2 separate regions of the Zea mays genome follow, and region 1 is linked to region 2. The links are chromatin contacts, called in public Hi-C maps. All regions are on one chromosome and are shown on one strand. Each heading gives the region's core, a stretch centred on a gene start, on an enhancer-like site or on the middle of the called end of the contact. The rest is flanking DNA. Distances are from core to core; before and after follow the strand shown. Region 1 holds the start of LOC100274350 (CDT1a protein). Region 2 holds the start of LOC100282370.

Region 1 (5,023 bases), core at 2,232-4,731, 170 kb after region 2:
ATTGTCTCTTTTTGTCAAAAGTTGGTCTCTTGTGGGGAGAATGTTTGATTATGGGAAAAAGGGAGAGTTTTTGAATACTTGATCAATTTCTCTTGGAACACCTCTCTTTATGCCTCAACAAGTGTGTTTGACTTAGAGATAGGAAATTGAAGTTGATTTGCAAAAACAAACCAAGTGGTGGCAAAGAATGATCCAAATATGCCAAATTTGAATCAAAAACACATCTTGATCTCATTTGCATTGATGTTGCACTTCTATGTGTTGCGTTTTGTTGTGTTGGCATAAATCACCAAAAAGGGGAGATTGAAAGGGAAATGTGCTCTTGGGCCATTTCTAAGTATTTTGGTGATTAAGTGCCCAACACAAATGGCTTAAGTATAAATTGTGCAAAATGGTGGATGAAGTGCAAATCATCAATAAGGTATGATTCTAGACTTAGTACATTATATTTTGTGTACTAACATATTTGGCTAAGTGCTAGAATCAGGGAAAACAGAAAAAGAAAAAGACTTGGCTGAAGCAGCCAAGACTCAGCACAGTCTGGGTGCACCGGACAGTGTCCGGTGCGCCAGGCTGGAGTCTGGTCAACTGGCCGCTCTCGGGAATTCGTCGGCGGCGTACGACTAAAATTCACCGGACTGTCCGGTGAGCCAACGGTCGGCCGCGCAATCCATGCGTGACGCGTGGCCGAGCCAACGGTCTGATGGGGGCACCGGACAGTGTCCGGTGCGCCAACGGCTCCAAATCTTCAACGATCGGCTGCGCCAAATTAGGAAAGCAATCTGCACTGGACAGTGAACAGTGCCTGTCCGGTGGCACACCGGACTGTCCGGTGCGCCACCCGACAGAAGGCAAGAATTGCCTTCCTGGATTGCTCTCAACGGCTCCTAGCTGCCTTGGGGCTATAAAAGGGACCCCTAGGCGCATGGAAGAGTACACCAAGCATTCTCTGATCATCTCTAAGCACCAAGACTTCATTCTAGCGCATTTGATTCTTTGTGATAGCAATTTGAGCTCCTCTTGAGTTGAGAACTCCGTGTGTGAACTTAGAGCTCAAGTTGCGACTAGTGTGCGTGTTTGTACTGTTGGTTTTGAGACTTGTGTGTGTTGCTTTTCCCTCCCTTACATCCGTGCTTCTTTGAGATCATCATTTGTAAGGGCGAGAGGCTCCAAGTTGTGGAGATTCCTCGCAAACGGGATATAGTGAAAGAAAGGAAAACACCGTGGTATTCAAGTGTATCTTTGGATCACTTGAAAGGGGTTGAGTGCAACCCTCGTCCATTGGGACGCCACAACGTGGAGTAGGCAAGTGTTGTACTTGGCCGAACCACGGGATAAACCATCGTGTCTCTTGTGCTTGTTCTCCTGTGACTATTGTGTTTCACAAGAGCTCGGTCCTTAGCCACTTGATTTCTTTGTGCTAACACTTAATCAAGTTTTGTGGCTTTAAGTTTTAAGTTTTTACAGGATCACCTATTCACCCCCCTCTAGGTGTTCTCAGAGAGCACATTTCTGACTCGCCCGAGGCCACCCCCGGATGGGAGACACAGTCACGACTCGCCCGAGGCCAACGCCGGGTAGGAGACGCACTCACGGCTCGCCCAAGGCAATCCCCGGATGGGAGATGCACTCATGACTCGCCCGAGGCCAACCACGACGGGAGACGCAGTAACGGCTCGCTCGAGGCCAACCTATACAACCATCACATTTTTGGCTCGCTCGAGGCCACCCCCCTCGGGGGGAGATGCAATCACGACTTGGCCGAGGCTAACCCCGGGCGGGAGACACAATCATGACGCGCCCGAGGTTTAGTCACGACTCGCTCGAGGCCAACCCCGTGCAGGAGACCCAGTCATGACTCGCCCGAGGCCAACCTCGGGCAGGAGACGCATTCACGACTCACCCGAGGCTAACCCTGGGTGGGAGACACACTCACGACCCGCCCGAGGCCAACCTCGGGCGGGAGACACAATCATGGCTCGCTCAAGGACAAAACTGGACAAGAAGAGCATTTCCGACTCTCCCGAGGGCATCTTAGGCAATGCTCCGGAAGGTGCCAAACTCTGCCGACCAACTCCACCGACCAACTCTTGAAGGAGGACCGACTGACCAACTCTCCGCCGACCAAGGTCCAAAGGCGGACCTGCTGACCAATTCTCCACCGATGAACTTGCCCATGGCCACCCCAGGTGGGAGACGCAGTCATGACTCACCCAAGGCCAACACCAGGCAGGAGACGCAGTCACGACTCGCTCGAGGCCAATCTCGGGCGGGAGATCCACTCACGATTCACCCAAGGCCAATCCCGGGCGGGATACGTAGTCCCGACTCGCCTAAGGCCAACCTCTGGTGGGAGCGCAACGATGGCTCGCCCGAGGCCAACCCCGGACAAGCATCACATTTCTGACTCGCCCGAGGCCAACCTCAGGCGGGAACACAGTCATGGCTCGCCTGAGGCCAAAAACTGGACAAGCAGCGCATTTCCGACTCGCTCGAGGGCATCTCGGGTGATGCTTCGGAAGGTGCCTAACTCCGTCGACCAACTCTCCATGGTGCCTAACTCCCGAGGCCAACACTGGGCGGGAGACGCAGCCACGACTCGCTCGAGGCCAATCTCGTGCGGGAGATCCAGTCACGACTCGCCCGAGGCCAACCCCGGGTGGGAGACGCAGTCACAGCTCGCTCGAGGCCAACCCCAGACAAGCAGCACATTTCTGACTCGCCTGAGGCCACCCCCGAACGGGAGACGCAGTCACGACTCCCCTGAGGCCAAACCTAGGCGGGAGACGCAGTCACGGCTCGCCTGAGGCCAACCCTGAGTGGGAGATGCAATCACAGCTCGTCCGAGGCCCACCCCGAACAACCATCACATTTTTGGACTCGTCCGAGGCCAACCCCGAGCGGGAGACGCAGTCATGAATCGTCCGAGGCTAACCCCGGGCGGGAGATCCAGTCACGACTCGCTCGAGGCCATCCTCGGGCGAGATACGCAGTCACGGCTCGCCCGTGGTCAACCCCGGACAAGCAGTGCATTTCCGACTTGCCTGTGGGCATCTCGGGTGATGCTCTGAAAGGTGTCCAACTCCGTCGACTAACTTTGCAAGGCTCTACAGAGGCTGACCAACGTATTGTTAGCATGAGCTCTCTCAAACATTGTCTAGAACTACAATATTGATTATAAATGACTTGTTCATTTTCCTGCAATCGTTGTGTACTAATATCTTAACGAATAATTTATGTTCTGTTGTAACATACGTGCACCATACTACTACCTCTGTTCTCGAATATTTATCGTCCCCTAATTTATTTTTAAATTAAACTAGGACAATTAAAGAAGAGAGTACCGTACTACGTATATACGAACCCGTTTTAGTCGTCAATGTGAGCACCAAACACACCGAAAATGCAATTCTACAGTTCCTAATCTGGCATGAGTATATGATCCCTACTCCCTAGTCTGTATGAACAGGAAATGTTTGTTGGAGAGGGCAGGGAAAACATCTAGGTCATAGGTTTCCGAACGGGTTGGCTTTGATGGAGCAATAGAACAAGTGGGCTGAAAGCTTGAAGTAATGAACGGCTCGAGTTGTGCAGCTTTGCCCCGCATTTTTTTTTGAAAAGTGCAGCGTTCCTCCGTTTCGCTTCTCCCGCTCCCTTCCGCAACGGCGTACTCCCTCCGCCGCCCGCCGACCGCCGACTCCCGCCGCAAAATCCTGCGTCAGAAGCGCCGATTCTCGGACGTCCTCCGGATCTGAGACACCGAGCGCACTACGAGCTGTAGCTGTAGGTAAACTTTCAGGATCTGGTCTTCTGTTTGCTTGTGCTTTAGGAATTTTACGGTGCTTTCCTTGTGCCACTCTCCCGCGCGCTCTCCGGCGGAGTGTTCGTTTCGCCTCCGCATTCACAAGGCGTTGGTTTGAGTTGCGGTGGTTTGTTTTGTCAGCTGTTGTGTACTTGTGTTGTGCTATGTGGTGGGTTAATGTCTAGGGTTCGGCGTAATTTGTGAGCAGTTCACTCAATTTTTTTAGTTACTGCGCTAGATGTCTCCACCCGATTTCTGTATTAACTTTTACGGAGTGATAGCTAGAATTTCACATTCTTTTAGCGAACTCCATATTAGATTGTAGGCATCTCGGTTCACCGTTTTATTTTATTGAGGCTCCCTTCATAGAGTTTTAGACACCTCACATTCTTGCCACAAAATTCTGGTGGATGTATACCCCCTGGTTTTTTATTTTGCACGGATTGATCCTAATTCATGTATATTTTTACGAGTAGAGAATTTGTGATTTTTTTGGTAAATAGTTTATACTGGAGTGATTGTGATTAGATGGTTGTGAAGTGCCTTGGTGGTGTTACTAGGGAATAGAGGTCTGACCAGACGAGTATGACCATAGAAGTCGATGTTTGCTACTCTTTGATAACGTTGTACCGTGCTACTGTCTGCAGTTCACCCATGTACTTCTATGAATATTGTTTGATTTTGTTTAGAGTATATTACTTATGATCCCATTATTGTAGTGCAGTGACCTAAAAATGAGTGAGGGGGATGCTACTCAGCTTGCCCTTGAGAAAGGATTACCGCAAGTGTCTAATGATGATGGTTCGAGTAGTCCTGCAACTATGCACAAGTTGAAAGTTGACACAGAAGATGCTGGAAGCAAAATTGAATCACCCACTCCAGAGAAGCTTGAATCTAGAAGCAAAGGGGTTGTTGTGAGTTCGTTGGCAAGGAATTTACTTGCAGAGAGGTACAAAGATAGATTTGCAAATCAGTTCCTGGAAGATGAGGGTGACATAGATGATGAAGACTATAATGACAGTATTTCGCCAGGCATGAGCCGATCTCAGAGATCAAGAAGCATTGAACTTCTGGAGAAGTGATCCATTTTTATTTTCATCTCAATATCTCATGTATATGTGTGCTTCCTAACCATGATTATTCACCTTGTCTTTCCTGTTCACAATGTCAGGCACAAGGATTTACTGAATCTTTTTAATAGAATGGAGAGTTCTATAAGGT
Region 2 (4,873 bases), core at 1,746-4,245:
GAAAAGAACGGTCGTGATTGAGACTGGGAGATACCGACTCCAGACCCAGGAGGCCAGGACGGCGCACGAGTATGATGACACGGGCGCCGAGGTCAATCAAGATAGGCTAAGGCTATTTTCAACATAATTCTTCTGTCACCCTTTATTTTAAACTTTATTTTATAAACAATATAATTTATATTATAAAATAGTACTTTACACGATCATTTACACTGTCCTACTGAAGATAGTATAAGACTCTGCAACCATTTTTTCTAAATTTTCTCTTTATATAACACTATCTTACCACAACAACAATATTCTCTATATTACTATATCCTACAAATATATAATACAATTTTTATTTTAACTATCATAACTATCATCTCTCAATCCTTCTCGCCTTTTCTTTTCATTCAACCGCAAGAACTACTTTTTGCTCCAAGTAATGGAAAATTTTAAATTTTAATTATTTTCAAGGTCAAATAAATAATATTATTAACAAAAATACAACACTGTATAGAGCCTTGTTGTTTCCATAATACTCTATATAGTATTATAGAAAATTTGAACCATACAAACTTGTTGTTTCCATAGGAAATTTGAGGCTCTATAGGAAATTTGTTCTGGAAATTTCTATGCTCCAATATATGACTTTCTATAGTACTATATAGAGCCTCAAATTTCCAGATTCAAGGACGTAGAAAATCATGTGAATAAACATGCGGCTAAACATTTTAATGTTTATATGGTTCCAGAACACCAAGTTTGTACACTGAAATTAAACAATAACCATATAGCATTTTCATAGCACAAATAGAAACAACCACTACACAATTCGTACAAGCGAAGAGAATCAACGCCATATTCTGAAACAACATCATCAGGTTCGATGCCATTCCCTTGACTTTTACTCATCTGGTAGGCACGATCATTCAGTCAACTGTTTGGATCATCCTTCAGAACATAATGATCTTCAACTTTTGTAACATTGCAAAGAAAAAGTAGAAAAGAATCAAACTACAAACTTTTATTGCACGAATTGGTACTGAACACAAGTGCCAGACGTAGACCTTGTCTGCAACTACTTTTTCTTGGTATTTTAGCTGAGGCTGCAGAAACCCATCTTACCTTCATTGTCTCTATACGCAGTATACTCAAATATATTACAACATTCATTAGCAACAATAAAATCATTCATGAACATTTACAAATCTGGTAGAAACTTGTGGCTTCTACTTCTCCTAGTATCAATCCTCGATTTATCAGGCACTTGAAGGCCTCTTTAGTGGAGACCACACCCATGTCAAGAACCTATAAAACATCACTTAGTTAGAATTAAGGCTAGACAACAGTGTATGATACAACAAGGGAGAACACCACTGAAATACAGATATTAACCATCCCCATATTTTCTAAGAGCAACGAATTTTGGCTAACAGGACCTGAATTTGAGATGTATATTGTATAGCTTTAAAAATAGCCAATTTAGGAGTTCATGATATTAACCAAAACTTCAAGCACCAAAAATACTACTCATCATAAACCAGCAAAATTAATAGTACAAAAACTCAACCACGTAGCATAGCCCTTATTAGAGTTGACACATGAAACAAGGATGCTAAAAGTTCCCTATGTCTGGGAACCGGATCTAGATGTCGTCTAAAGGTGGGTGAATAGGCGAATAAAAAATATCACCAAAATCTTGGAACTCTTATGCTACTCGAAAACTGATCGCAGCGGAAGGAAGACCACATCGAGTAGGTCACCGCGGAATCGAGGTCCCTGTCTCGAAGTAACCTGCACTTCAAGAACAATTTATACCACAGATAAGTAGTGAAGCGTAAATAGTAAAGCAATCAAAGTAGAGAGACAGAGAATAACACAACACAGAGCACACATTAGATACAAGGATTTATCTCGTGGTTCGACCAAGCCTAAAATGCTTGCCTACATCCACGTTGGAGTTAGCCAAATCTTGCCTTGGAGTATGTCACTCCATCCTTCGGTTACTCAGATATGTCAAGGTGACAGACAAAGCCTTCTACTATGTCAATGTCGAGTTACACAGAGACGAGGCTGTCACAGACGTCGGCAACTCTCCGATTGAGTAACAGTATGCTCAAGATCTTGCTCTAACTGCAGTAGCACTACTCTACTCTTTCTTAGCTTATAACTGCGCCAACACACAAGCTAGAGAGAAATACACAAGAGATGGAGACATAATTGATTTGCAATATGTCTACACTTGTATGTTGCACTTGGGTGGCTTGGACATCTCAATATGGGTGCCTAAGGGGTCTTTTTATAGCTCCAAATGAGCCATAGCTGTTGCCCCTTGCCCCCTTCCTTGTAGAAAATCCTGAAAACTGCACTGTTCGCGGGGGTATCGGACCTGGTCCACGTGCCCCTAGTCCGGGATCTGATCTGATGGGCACCGGACCATTCCGGTGACGTCAACTAGACGTTGGTTCCAGCGCCCGTTGAAGAGAGCCGTTAGAAGCGGTGCAATGTACCACCAGACCAACATTATTCATGGTCCGGTGCACCTAGCCGCTAGTTGGGCCCACTACACAGTCGGTCCGATGAGCCACCAGATTACTACTGTTCACGGTCCGGTGCGTTCAGACATGCCGCAGTGAGGCTCTTTTCTCCAATTCTTCTCCAATAGATCTCAACTCATGGTAGGACTTTCCTATGACTTAGACACACATAGTTAGAGAGTAATCCAATTGACTAAGTCTCAGGAGCTTACCTCTTTCTTAATCTTTCTCTAGCTTTTCTGTTTCTCCTCAAATGGAGCCCAGAATGACACATTGTCTTTTTCATTGTTTGCCCTTTTTGGCCAGTTTGAGGTTGATGTTAGACTCCAAAACTTTAAGTCTCTATGACTTGATCATTATTACTATCTATGAGCTCCAACATCCTACAACAGTCATATGTTTTTTATAGCAATCTGGAAACTTCATTTAACCTTCGCACAGCATTAAAACTTTAAACATGACACGGGCCTATCAGCCATCGTTTGGCCTATCTAGCGCACGAGTCGGAGCAGGCCGAGCAGCGCACGGCACGGCACGGCACCGAGCCCGACCCGGGACGATGAAACCGACCTCAACCAAACAGGCACGTCGCGGTGGGATCGCACAGGACAACGAGACGTCTGACGGCGTGAGGCTGAGACCAAAGGAGAACAGAGACGGAGAGGAGCGCGGCGGCCCGGGCGCCGGAGCCTGGAGGGTAGGGGAAGAGAAGAGAAGAGGCGATGGCGTCAATCGGGTCCTCCAACATCGGATTCCAGGTACTTGCGTCGCCCCATGTCCCGCATGACGGCTGGTAGTTTCCTGATTGGGCACCCTGCTGCTTAGGGTTTGATTCGTTTCTTGAACCTGTTTCAGCTGCTGAAGAAGTCTGGTTGGAAGGAGGGCACTGGCCTTGGAGCGCAGGAGCAGGTCTGTGTCTGGATCCTTGCCTAGTCCGCGTCACAGTTCCATATTTCCATTTTCCCCAAAATTTAACGTCGACGGATTCTAGTGGTATTTGCTGTCACTCCGTGCGGTTTCAGCGTTATTGCGTTCCTGCACACTAATCGCGAAATAGGCTGTCTGAATTTTATGGGCTTTTGACAGACCAGTTCAGAGGGCAAATGGCATGGAGAAATAACTGTTATTTGTGCTCGCTGATCACATGGATTTTTGTAATTTACTAATTTATTTGTTCTTCTCCATAGATTATACTCCAAATGTTTAGAATGGTCCTGTTATCCTGTGTTAGCTTAGTAGTAGTGTAGTTTACGCTGATTCAGTTATCTTTCTCATCGATGGGTTTGATCAAGAGTTGCTGTTTGGCGATCTTAGTTAAGATAAGAAATTTATGGTTATGTGGCACTTGATCAAGCCAGTGCACAGTTTAGATCTGCACTGTTCTTCTGTAAGTTATTGCTTACTCACTAGCCTCAATTGTTTGTGGAACAGGGAAGGTTGGAACCTGTAGAGACTCGTGTTAAGAATAACAAGCGTGGTATAGGTTCTAAAGAACCAAAACCACAACCTAAGGTTGAGGATGACATTGAAACACATCCTCAAAAGCCCAAGGTGAGCTAATGACGTGATTGTTTCGATACATTTGTTTTTTTTACTGCAGTACAGATGATACATTTGTTTTTTACTGCAGTACAGAACTACAGATGTTGTTCCACTTTTCTTGTTAATCTTGACTTGGTTTTTGTGGTAGTCTACCATACTGCTGGCTTCTTTGATTATTTGACTTACTGAATTCTATTGTGTAACTTACAACGGCTACTTTTTTTACAGACACCTACACCCTCCTTGCATTGCCTTGTCCAATATTTGCATGATTTAGTAAATATAATAGACAGTACTGTTTCTTTGTTTATTAAGCGTTCATATACCTTAAACTGTCTACTTTTAGTCATCACCTTGCCTGAATCGGGTTCTAACTTACTGTTACATACATGTCACTGTTGCAGCAGGAAATGCAATCAAAGAAAAGGGCAAAATTAGCTGCAAAGAGGATAAGAAAACTGCAAGAAGAGGAGAAGCGCTTGAAAGAGAAGGAATTCGAGATGGCTTTTTTCAGGGAATTTTGGCCTGATAATGTGTAAGGCAGAAACTTCAACACTTGACAATGTAGCTGCTGACTTTGCCTGATATAGTGGATGTATAGGCTTGCAAAACGCTTGGCCTACAAAATGTTACCCCATTCATTCCGTGGATGATTTCACACATGATTTGTGGCTAGGGTTGGCACAAAGCTGTTCATCCATGTAGTGGACAAATCTAGTGTAGAATTGCCCATGCTATGTGATCTTGTAATTTTTATACATTATAAATCTTGTTTTTTTTTGTTCATATAACTGTGCTCAATATTTTGC

The links. A called contact is a pair of places that touch in the nucleus more often than the background predicts.
Region 1: a Hi-C map of tassel shows a contact between it and region 2, with 4 times the contacts expected there. The contact joins the promoter of LOC100274350 here to the promoter of LOC100282370 in region 2. A contact is called at or near these places in 13 of 25 Hi-C or Micro-C datasets (bundle sheath, ear, endosperm and 6 more) and 2 of 3 datasets of contacts at active chromatin or transcription factors (leaf and seedling).

Annotation. Positions count from the first base shown.
Region 1 is chr1:234,237,848-234,242,870 of Zm-B73-REFERENCE-NAM-5.0, forward strand. It overlaps LOC100274350 (CDT1a protein), which reads left to right and starts at 3,482. Exons shown (of 8, transcript NM_001148710.1): 1 at 3,482-3,787; 2 at 4,527-4,880; 3 at 4,974-5,023. The coding sequence starts at 4,537.
Region 2 is chr1:234,071,849-234,076,721 of Zm-B73-REFERENCE-NAM-5.0, forward strand. It overlaps LOC100282370, which reads left to right and starts at 2,996. Exons shown (of 4, transcript NM_001412106.1): 1 at 2,996-3,280; 2 at 3,378-3,431; 3 at 3,954-4,073; 4 at 4,472-4,873. The coding sequence starts at 3,245. The coding sequence ends at 4,603.